Linked DNA regions of Drosophila melanogaster: region 2 is linked to region 1. The links are chromatin contacts, called in public Hi-C maps. All regions are on one chromosome and are shown on one strand. The core of a region is the stretch at or near the end of the contact, and the rest is flanking DNA. Distances in the headings are between cores, read along the strand shown. Region 1 holds the start of lncRNA:CR45668 (long non-coding RNA:CR45668). Region 2 holds the start of lncRNA:CR33963 (long non-coding RNA:CR33963).

The links. A called contact is a pair of places that touch in the nucleus more often than the background predicts.
Region 2: a Hi-C map of the Kc167 cell line shows a contact between it and region 1, with 2.8 times the contacts expected there. The contact joins the promoter of lncRNA:CR33963 here to the promoter of lncRNA:CR45668 in region 1. A contact is called at or near these places in 3 of 107 Hi-C or Micro-C datasets (the Kc167 cell line and eye imaginal disc).

The regions. Positions count from the first base shown.
Region 1 is chrX:5,897,103-5,901,936 of dm6, forward strand. It overlaps lncRNA:CR45668 (long non-coding RNA:CR45668), which reads right to left and starts at 2,887. Exons shown (of 3, transcript NR_123807.1): 1 at 1,953-2,887. It overlaps Act5C (Actin 5C), which reads left to right and starts at 3,759. Exons shown (of 2, transcript NM_001297986.1): 1 at 3,759-3,911.
Region 2 is chrX:12,657,446-12,662,279 of dm6, forward strand. It overlaps lncRNA:CR33963 (long non-coding RNA:CR33963), which reads left to right and starts at 2,017. Exons shown (of 1, transcript NR_002692.1): 1 at 2,017-3,187. Tis11 (Tis11 zinc finger protein) reads left to right here and starts at 1,970. Exons shown (of 4, transcript NM_001272561.2): 1 at 1,970-2,103; 2 at 3,089-3,422. The coding sequence starts at 3,339. CkIalpha (Casein kinase Ialpha) reads left to right here. Exons shown (of 4, transcript NM_078585.6): 4 at 1-389.

The DNA of each region.
Region 1 (4,834 bases), core at 1,637-4,136:
CACGATTAACTCCGAGTGCTGCTATATATACATACATACCTGGATTTTCATTTGGAGCGAAAGATGTTTTAATGGCCACAGTGGAGGCCAGAATACTAGCAACTTTACATATACTAGCTACACTCCGTTTCAATAGGTTCATTTGAATCCTTGATGGAGTTTTGATAATAAACACTAATAATTAGATATGAACTGGATTTTTGGTGCTAAAAATTTGAGTGGTGCTGTTCTTCAATTCTTGGCTGAGATTTCGAGATTTCTTCAAACGTTTTTTCGCCTTTTTAGCCAAACTAACCGTCCATGGCCTTGGTTTTCGGGTGCTTAACTCCCCCGACTGCAAACGCACGATCAAAACTTACGTACATCCCCTCTACCTACCTCCCTCCCTTCCTTCCACCACCGCACTTTTCCAACGTGTTTGTGCACGCAAACTAATTAAGACAAGCAATTAATGGCTGTATTTAATTTTTCCAATTGCGTTGCGATGCCGAAATGGCCAAAAACGCTGGAGTGAAAATGTATTTGCAACTTGAAGATAGCCAAAAGCGGTTAACTGCAATGCCAGCTGTTGAAATGTGAAACAAACATACATACATATGTATGTACATAGTTATAAAAATAACGCGAAAAGGGGTGGGGTGGCAACCCTGGCGGTGCGTGCACGAAAAATAATGGAAATGGAAGAAAACCAAATGAAATGCGAAAAATTTACGAAAATTTTCACATTCAATGACCTTGACAATGGCTTTGGCCCAAGTCGCTCAACTTGTTTATTTCATTTACTTCGCTTGACGTGTGTGAGCGTAGAAAACGTGACGAGTTACGTACTTTTGGAGAAAGGTCGTTGATCATGGCTAAATGTTGTTGCTTTTCGCTTAATAGCGGTCTCAAAGTCAACATCAACGCGCTGTTTTTGGCCATTTCAGTATTTCTAGTTTCGATACCCCTCACCGCCGTCCCTCCGTCGGATTCCAGCGCTTTTTCGAACTGTTTCCCTTCAAAAACAGCTTTTTTTTCTTGAATTCAGTGGCGCAAGGTTAAAAGTGCCGAAAACCGAAGCCATTGGCCCGGGGAAATTTCTGCGAGTTTTTTCATCGCCTTGCCAAAAAAAAAAAAAAACAAAAAACAAACGATCGAGCAACGAACTTGAGAGAAGCAAATAGAGCCAAAAAAAAGGTTATGATTTTGTTCCAAAGAATGTTCCATAGAATTCTATATTCTAAAAACACAAATGATACTTCTAAAAAAAAATCATATTCATAAATGACTCTTTCCATGAATGGCATCAACTCTGAATCAAATCTTTGCAGATGCACCTACTTCTCATTTCCACTGTCACATCATTTTTCCAGATCTCGCTGCCTGTTATGTGGCCCACAAACCAAGACACGTTTTATGGCCATTAAAGCTGGCTGATCGTCGCCAAACACCAAATACATAATGAATATGTACACATTCGAGAAAGAAGCGATCAAAGAAGCGTCTTCGGGCGGAGTAGGAGAATGCGGAGGAGAAGGAGAACGAGCTGATCTAGTATCTCTCCACAATCCAATGCCAACTGACCAACTGGCCATATTCGGAGCAATTTGAAGCCAATTTCCATCGCCTGGCGATCGCTCCATTCTTGGCTATATGTTTTTCACCGTTACCCGGGGCCATTTTCAAAGACTCGTCGGCAAGATAAGATTGTGTCACTCGCTGTCTCTCTTCATTTGTCGAAGAATGCTGAGGAATTTCGCGATGACGTCGGCGAGTATTTTGAAGAATGAGAATAATTTGTATTTATACGAAAATCAGTTAGTGGAATTTTCTACAAAAACATGTTATCTATAGATAATTTTGTTGCAAAATATGTTGACTATGACAAAGAACTGGAATTAAGTGGCATATTTTGCATTGCTTTCCGATAATAGTTGTATTTTTATAAAGTAAAGCGTTTGTAAAATAAATACCTTTAATGTATTCTCATTTTCTTATGTATTTATAATGGCAATGATGATACTGATGATATTTTAAGATGATGCCAGACCAAAAGGCTTGAATTTCTGCGTCTTTTGCCGAACGCAGTGCATGTGCAATTGTTGTTTTTTGGAATATTCAATTTTCGGACTGTCCGCTTTGATTTCAGTTTCTTGGCTTATTCAAAAAGCAAAGTAAAGCCAAAAAAGCGAGATGGCAATACCAAATGCGGCAAAACGGTAGTGGAAGGAAAGGGGTGCGGGGCAGCGGAAGGAAGGGTGGGGCGGGGCGTGGCGGGGTCTGTGGCTGGGCGCGACGTCACCGACGTTGGAGCCACTCCTTTGACCATGTGTGCGTGTGTGTATTATTCGTGTCTCGCCACTCGCCGGTTGTTTTTTTCTTTTTATGCTGCGCTCTCTCTAGCGCCATCTCGCTTACGCATGCTCAACGCACCGCATGTTGCCGTTTCCTTTTATGCGTCATTTTGGCTCGAAATAGGCAATTATTTAAACAAAGATTAGTCAACGAAAACGCTAAAATAAATAAGTCTACAATATGGTTACTTATTGCCATGTGTGTGCAGCCAACGATAGCAACAAAAGCAACAACACAGGTGGCTTTCCCTCTTTCACTTTTTGTTTGCAAGCCGCGTGCGAGCAAGACGGCACGACCGGCAAACGCAATTACGCTGACAAAGAGCAGACGAAGTTTTGGCGAAAAACATCAAGGCGCCTGATACGAATGCATTTGCAATAACAATTGCGATATTTAATATTGTTTATGAAGCTGTTTGACTTCAAAACACACAAAAAAAAAAATAAAACAAATTATTTGAAAGAGAATTAGGAATCGGACGCTTATCGTTAGGGTAACAACAAGAAATGCTTACTGAGTCACAGCCTCTGGAAAACTGCCGCAAGCCAGAGAGAGAGAGAAAAAGAGGGAGAGCAGCTTAGACCGCATGTGCTTGTGTGTGAGGCGTCTCTCTCTTCGTCTCTGTTGCGCAAACGCATAGACTGCACTGAAAAAATCGATTACCTATTTTTTATGAATGAATATTTGCACTATTACTATTCAAAACTATTAAGATAGCAATCACATTCAATAGCCAAATACTATACCACCTGAGCGATGCAACGAAATGATCAATTTGAGCAAAAATGCTGCATATTTAGGACGGCATCATTATAGAAATGCTTCTTGCTGTGTACTTTTCTCTCGTCTGGCAGCTGTTTCGCCGTTATTGTTAAAACCGGCTTAAGTTAGGTGTGTTTTCTACGACTAGTGAATGCCCTACTAGAAGATGTGTGTTGCACAAAATGTCCCTGGAATAACCAATTTGAAGTGCAGATAGCAGTAAACGTAAGCTAATATGAATATTATTTAACTGTAATGTTTTAATATCGCTGGACATTACTAATAAACCCACTATAAACACATGTACATATGTATGTTTTGGCATACAATGAGTAGTTGGGGAAAAAATGTGTAAAAGCACCGTGACCATCACAGCATAAAGATAACCAGCTGAAGTATCGAATATGAGTAACCCCCAAATTGAATCACATGCCGCAACTGATAGGACCCATGGAAGTACACTCTTCATGGCGATATACAAGACACACACAAGCACGAACACCCAGTTGCGGAGGAAATTCTCCGTAAATGAAAACCCAATCGGCGAACAATTCATACCCATATATGGTAAAAGTTTTGAACGCGACTTGAGAGCGGAGAGCATTGCGGCTGATAAGGTTTTAGCGCTAAGCGGGCTTTATAAAACGGGCTGCGGGACCAGTTTTCATATCACTACCGTTTGAGTTCTTGTGCTGTGTGGATACTCCTCCCGACACAAAGCCGCTCCATCAGCCAGCAGTCGTCTAATCCAGAGACACCAAACCGAAAGACTTAATTTATATTTATTTAATTAATTTTAATAAAACACACCAAATGTAAGTAGCTTTCCCCTTCCCAACAACAAAACACCATCGAACCACTCCCACCAAGAAAAAGCAATAATCGAGAAAAGCCGCGGAAAATGTGTGATTTTTTTTGTAAACAAAACATTTTTTTATGTGCCAGTGCTGAAAGTGATCAAAAAATACTAGCCACGAGCTAAAGAGTTATTGTATTGACCAAAACTCCAAAAATACCCAAGTTTGGCCCTAAATTGTCAATCAAAATACCAATAGGTCGAAAGACATCAAAATTAACAAAACCAGGGTTTCAAATACCATAACTCAAGAATCAGGATTACAACTGCAGATTTCAGGATATATACATACAAATTATACGAAATTATAAAAACCAAAGCAATTCAATAGCCCCAACTCAAATGTTAGGATCTAATATAGTGTTTAAAGCCAAGCTCGCTGATGTGGGCGTGTCACGATTTCACCCAAAGATATGCCAAATTACGAATTGCAAATCAATTCGCCAACACTTTCTTTTTTTCCCACGCCCTAAAACACCAGATCATCCATAAATGTACATACATACAGTATATGCATATTATAATCTGTAAAACTAGATCAGGTTCTTGAAAATAGTGACGTAGGCAGCCGTTTTGGCTGAAGCAGAAATTTTTGCCGGTTTTTCAAAGTTGTAGTTGCAAAAATGGAGAAAACCTTCGAGCATTCGTTCATATACACACACTCACGCGCAAAATAACGAGAGAGAGTGTATGTGTGTGTGAGAGAGCGAAAGCCAGACGACGGTTTGCTTTTCGCCTCGAAACATGACCATATATGGTCACAAAACTTGGCCGCCGCAATTCAACACACCAGCGCTCTCCTTCGCACCCATAGCGACCATGGCGCGGAGCGAGCGAGATGGCGAGAGCGAGCGACGCCTATGGCGACGTCGACGCAGGCAG
Region 2 (4,834 bases), core at 767-3,266, 6.8 Mb after region 1:
AAATAATAATTATAATGAAGAAAGAAAAAGAAGAAAACAGACCGCAAAACTGCAAAGTAATTTTGCATAGTACGCCGTAATAATTATAAATATAACTTATATTTAATTTTTTGAATTACATCAATAAATATGTTGAAATTAAATTTCGACTCGGCGCTGTTCACATCTGCATTAGATAGAGATGGGGGCATACGAAAGGGAAAGAAGTGCATTCAAATATATTTATTGTTGTAATATACGTCATTGTTTATTAGCGATTAGCTCTATTGGTTAATAATCTTTTTTAAAATTGTAGCATGTAATTAGTTTTTTTATTATACTATATTAAATTTACATAAAAATTGTATATTCATATATATATATATATGCATACGTTTTATTTGAGCCCCAACATTTAATTTCCCCCATAAGTGCTTTGTATCTAAAGTTGTATTCGTTTCAGCTGAAATTAAAATTTAGTTGAAATTAAAGATGCTTTTATATATTTAAATTAATCACAAAAAAATGCCTGTGTTTTTCAGATCTTGCGTTCAGTCATTAATAATGCATTTTAGTTATGAAAACTTGAACGTGACATAAAAACATTTCATTGTCACATTGGTTTATGGTTTATGGTTTATGGTTTATGGTTTGTTTATTTAAATTTGTACTGCTACTATTGATATCATCTAGTAGATTGCATAGCTGGTAGTTAGCAAAATATTCTGAAGAGATGAGAAAAAAAACGTAGAATCTTTGTAGAGAAAGTTGTCAATATTTTAAATTACGTTTATATTTAATGGAATGGTTATCTGCGATACTGTAATGGATGGTACAGGGGGGCGCAGCGTTAATCATCTTTCTTTAAAGTATTTTCCATAATGCCTCCAAAAATCGATTCGTAATGTTTTTTCACTTTCAGGTGGTCTTTCTTAAGATCCAAAACGAATTTAGCAGCTGACGTCTTTTGCAACCCGACTGTGAAATACATTTATTTATTAGACCCTCTTAATTTCTTTGTTTATTCGTCATTGTTGACCAATGACACGTACGCGGTCCGTCTGTGTGTGAGAATGTGCTTTTTATTATTTATTAACTTTATGGGATGTCCACTGCACTACTGACCCATTCCAATCAGCACCCCGTTTGCAAGCAGAAGGCGCTGATTGGAAAACACCAATTGCAGTGCAATTGCTGATAAGAACATTTAAAGTTCTGATTGAATAGTAAAAGAGCAAAAACGAAGCGCAACATTTATCAATTCGTCTCTTTAGTTTGACAAGAGATCTTAAAACATTTGCTATTTATAATTTTACATTTATAAATAACTTATTGCAGGATAACTCCTGAGAACATTGTCATTATTTTATCATTACATTCCTAAAAAGCTAACATGGGGAAAAATACAAATGAAATTTAAACTATGGCGCTTGTTTTGATACTGCGATTTAGATGGCTGCCACATAGTTTGACTTTGCCACCCGTGGAGCTGAAGTGACTGGAAATATATCTTTAACAACTTAAAGTTGCCTAACTAGTGCAATTATGCGCTTCAATAATGTTTTAAAAATAGTAGAAATTGGGACAGCGCTGCCAATAACTTCGAAAATTTAAAGGCAATCCAGTGGCACCACTGGCAAGCGAGTAGGTACAGGTGGCACCTCTACCAGTCGAGTTTGCACAGGTGGCACCACTAGCAAGCGAGTTGGCTCGATTAATGTTACTTGATTTACTATCGACTATGCTACTTGATTTAAAGGTATTATATGAAAAAACTTTCATTTCAAGTTTGAAGCATTTTTTCTTTTAGCTAGGTAAAAACTAACCGACTACAGAATAACCATTTACATATCTTAGACTCAAACGCTCTGACAAAAGAGCGCCTAACGGGAGGCCAAATGCCGTTCACCAAAAAGCATATATGACGTGGGCATTTTTCGGCTGACTCGCGGCTGGTCACACTGCCGGGCAACCGAATCGAAAAAACGGCGATTCGACATTTTTGTGCGAGTGTAAGGTTCGATTCCGATCTGGCTGGTTGTCTGACGGACGTGCTGCGTCTATTTTGTTGTGTTTTTTTGCGAACGAGCGAAGAGCGACAGGACCTCTGCGCCCGTATTCAAAGTAATAAGCGATTCGATAGCCAAATTAAAATTGTGTGCTTGTTTCTCGTGTATCTTGTGGTGTTTGTGCGATCCAAATCGAGTGGTCAACTTACATTCCCTTTCATCCTTTTCGTGGTTTATTTTTTTTTGCAAGTGCCGGAAAAATTCGAATTGGTTGTTCATCAATATACAACAGTTAACTGTATAGTAAAGTAAGAAATGGTCCACTGTTGTCGTTGTTTTTAAAAGGTGTAAAGTAAGAGTAAATGAATATAAAAGGCGCAACGAGAATTTCTTGAATCATGTTCAAATAAGCATAAGCAAGCATTCGATTAATTTACATGCGCGCATGTGTGCAATCCCAAGGACTTTGGGAACAAGAAGAACCGCGCGCACAAGGAGCATGCGAAGCAACAGGGAAAAATCATAAACGACAGAAATTGCTGCCCTTTTATTTGATTTTTGTGTTATGTTTTTTTTTTTGATGATTTTGAGTTCGCTGTCGCAGCAATAATATAAGAATTACAAACACACAGACGCAAGTGATATACGACCACCACTAGAGATCGCACACACACACGCAACACTTAGGCACACATAGGGAGATAGAGTGAGAGAAGGAGGAAAGGAAGGACGGAAAGGAAGGGACGAAGCGCAAGCTTATCTTTTCGCTTTTCGAGAACGCGAACGAAGACGATAAAAGCAAAGCAAACAACGCACACACGTAAATAAAACAGACATCGGCTGTTTAACAAACACACACATGTGTATATCAAAAAAGGGACAAAGCAAAGCGAAGAATATCAGCCTTTGGTTCTTCTTTCCTTTGCACATGTGCCTGGAAAATATCCTTACGAACACACTCCCATACGCATACGCATACGAACGACAAGCACGTGAAATTTTTGTTCCCTTGCTCTTTGCCCTTCTCTCTTCTGCCCTCGTGCATCGCTCTCTCACTTCCATTATTCGTCGCTAATCAAACGCTCTCTTCACTCTTTTAGCTGATTTTTTTTTATTGTTGCAATGCAATATTCGCGGAACGAATAACAACAACATACATAACTCAATATTCAAGTGCAAAGCAAATACAAATCAAACACAAAAGAAAAAGCAACGAAATAAAGATATATAGAAAAGAAAAACAAAACGAAAAAATTCGCACATTTTTTCTGTCTTGTCCAGTGGAAAATACAACAAATAAACAACAACGGCTAAATCAAGTTAACAATCTGTTCAAAACCAATCAACAAAATGTCTGCTGATATTCTGCAGAAATCAAGAGAGCAGGATGATTCGCACTACTTCGAGCGTGGCGATATATCCAAATACGTAACGGTAAGTTTCCCAAAATTCTCAAAAACTACGTTTTCCTCCGTTTTTAACTGTTCGGTCATTATATTCTTGTTCTTGTGTTTTTTTTTTCTCAAAATTCGGTATTGTTTAAAGTGTTATTTTTCAAGATGTGGTTTTACCCAGAGTTATGAATGAAATTGAATAAATATGCCATGACTAATTTACAAAACTAATTCAATAGGTCTCTTATGTTGTTTTTATATTGCATGCAGATGTGCGCATATGCATTTTTGTCTTGGTATTTGGGCTTCCAAGAAATTTAGTAAAACTCAAATTGCTAATTCACTAAAAAAAAAAGTCAAGCACTTGGTAAGCAAAATTAGAGAAGCTCCATATAGATTGAGTGAAAAGAAAACTTAAAATATTTTCCAGTCAACTTAAAACATGCCTAAACCACATGTTTTTTTTTGGTTTATTCATTTCGGCAGTTGCATTTTGCGCCGCATTTGTGTCGCATTGTTAAAGGCAATATGTGCATCGTTTGCTTAATTTCGATAACTTGTTTTCCATTTTTCACTTCGTTATATTTCCGTTTTGTTACACTTGTATTTGTTGTTTGTTATTCCCCATTATAAAGCTGATTCATAATTATACTTTCGGTTTGTCAACTCACAAAAAACAGCAACAAATAGAGAGTGTGTGTGTGTGATGGTGGTGAAAAATGAAAATAAGCGACAGACTATAAAGTGGACTAAATAATTCTCTGATAAGGATTTGTGATAAGTGTATTGGAGAAGGGGGCGGGGCATCCTTGCATATCACTCTCTCCCACCCGCTCTTTCTCCCTCTCGATCCGCTCCCTTACGCTGTGCACCTTCTCTTTTTGTCCCTTCTCTTCGTATTTATTTGTTACAATTGGCGTCATCGCAGCAGCATCATTAAAAGCAGCAGCAACAACAGCAATAACACCACTCGTGATCATTTACTGTTTGTATATACATACGTATGTATGTGTGTGGTGCATGTGTGCGTGTTGCTGGCAGCGACGTTGGCAGCGCAGCTGTTGATCGACAACAAATTCGATTAACTCAAGTTCCGGGTTTGCTTTGGATGGATTTTTGTGTTTTTAATGATTTCTGTTGTTTTATTTATACATATTATTTCGTTCATTTGTTTTTTTTGGGTTTATTGATTGCTCTCGGATGAGTTAAGTTTTTAATATTTTTTTTATGTTCAAAAGCTCTGCTGCAGCGATTACGTGAAAAGTTTTGCGGTTTTTCGTGTAAAAACGAGAGGGGAGCAAAGTAAGAGACAGATGGAGCAGTGTTGGGCTCACTTTTGTTTTGATTTTCTTGTTCTTGTGCCTGCGCTTTTTTTTCGCAAATTTGCGTAAACTAAAATGCAAAGCCAAAGGGTCAAGTAGAGTCATAGAAAGGAAAAAATAACATTGAGCA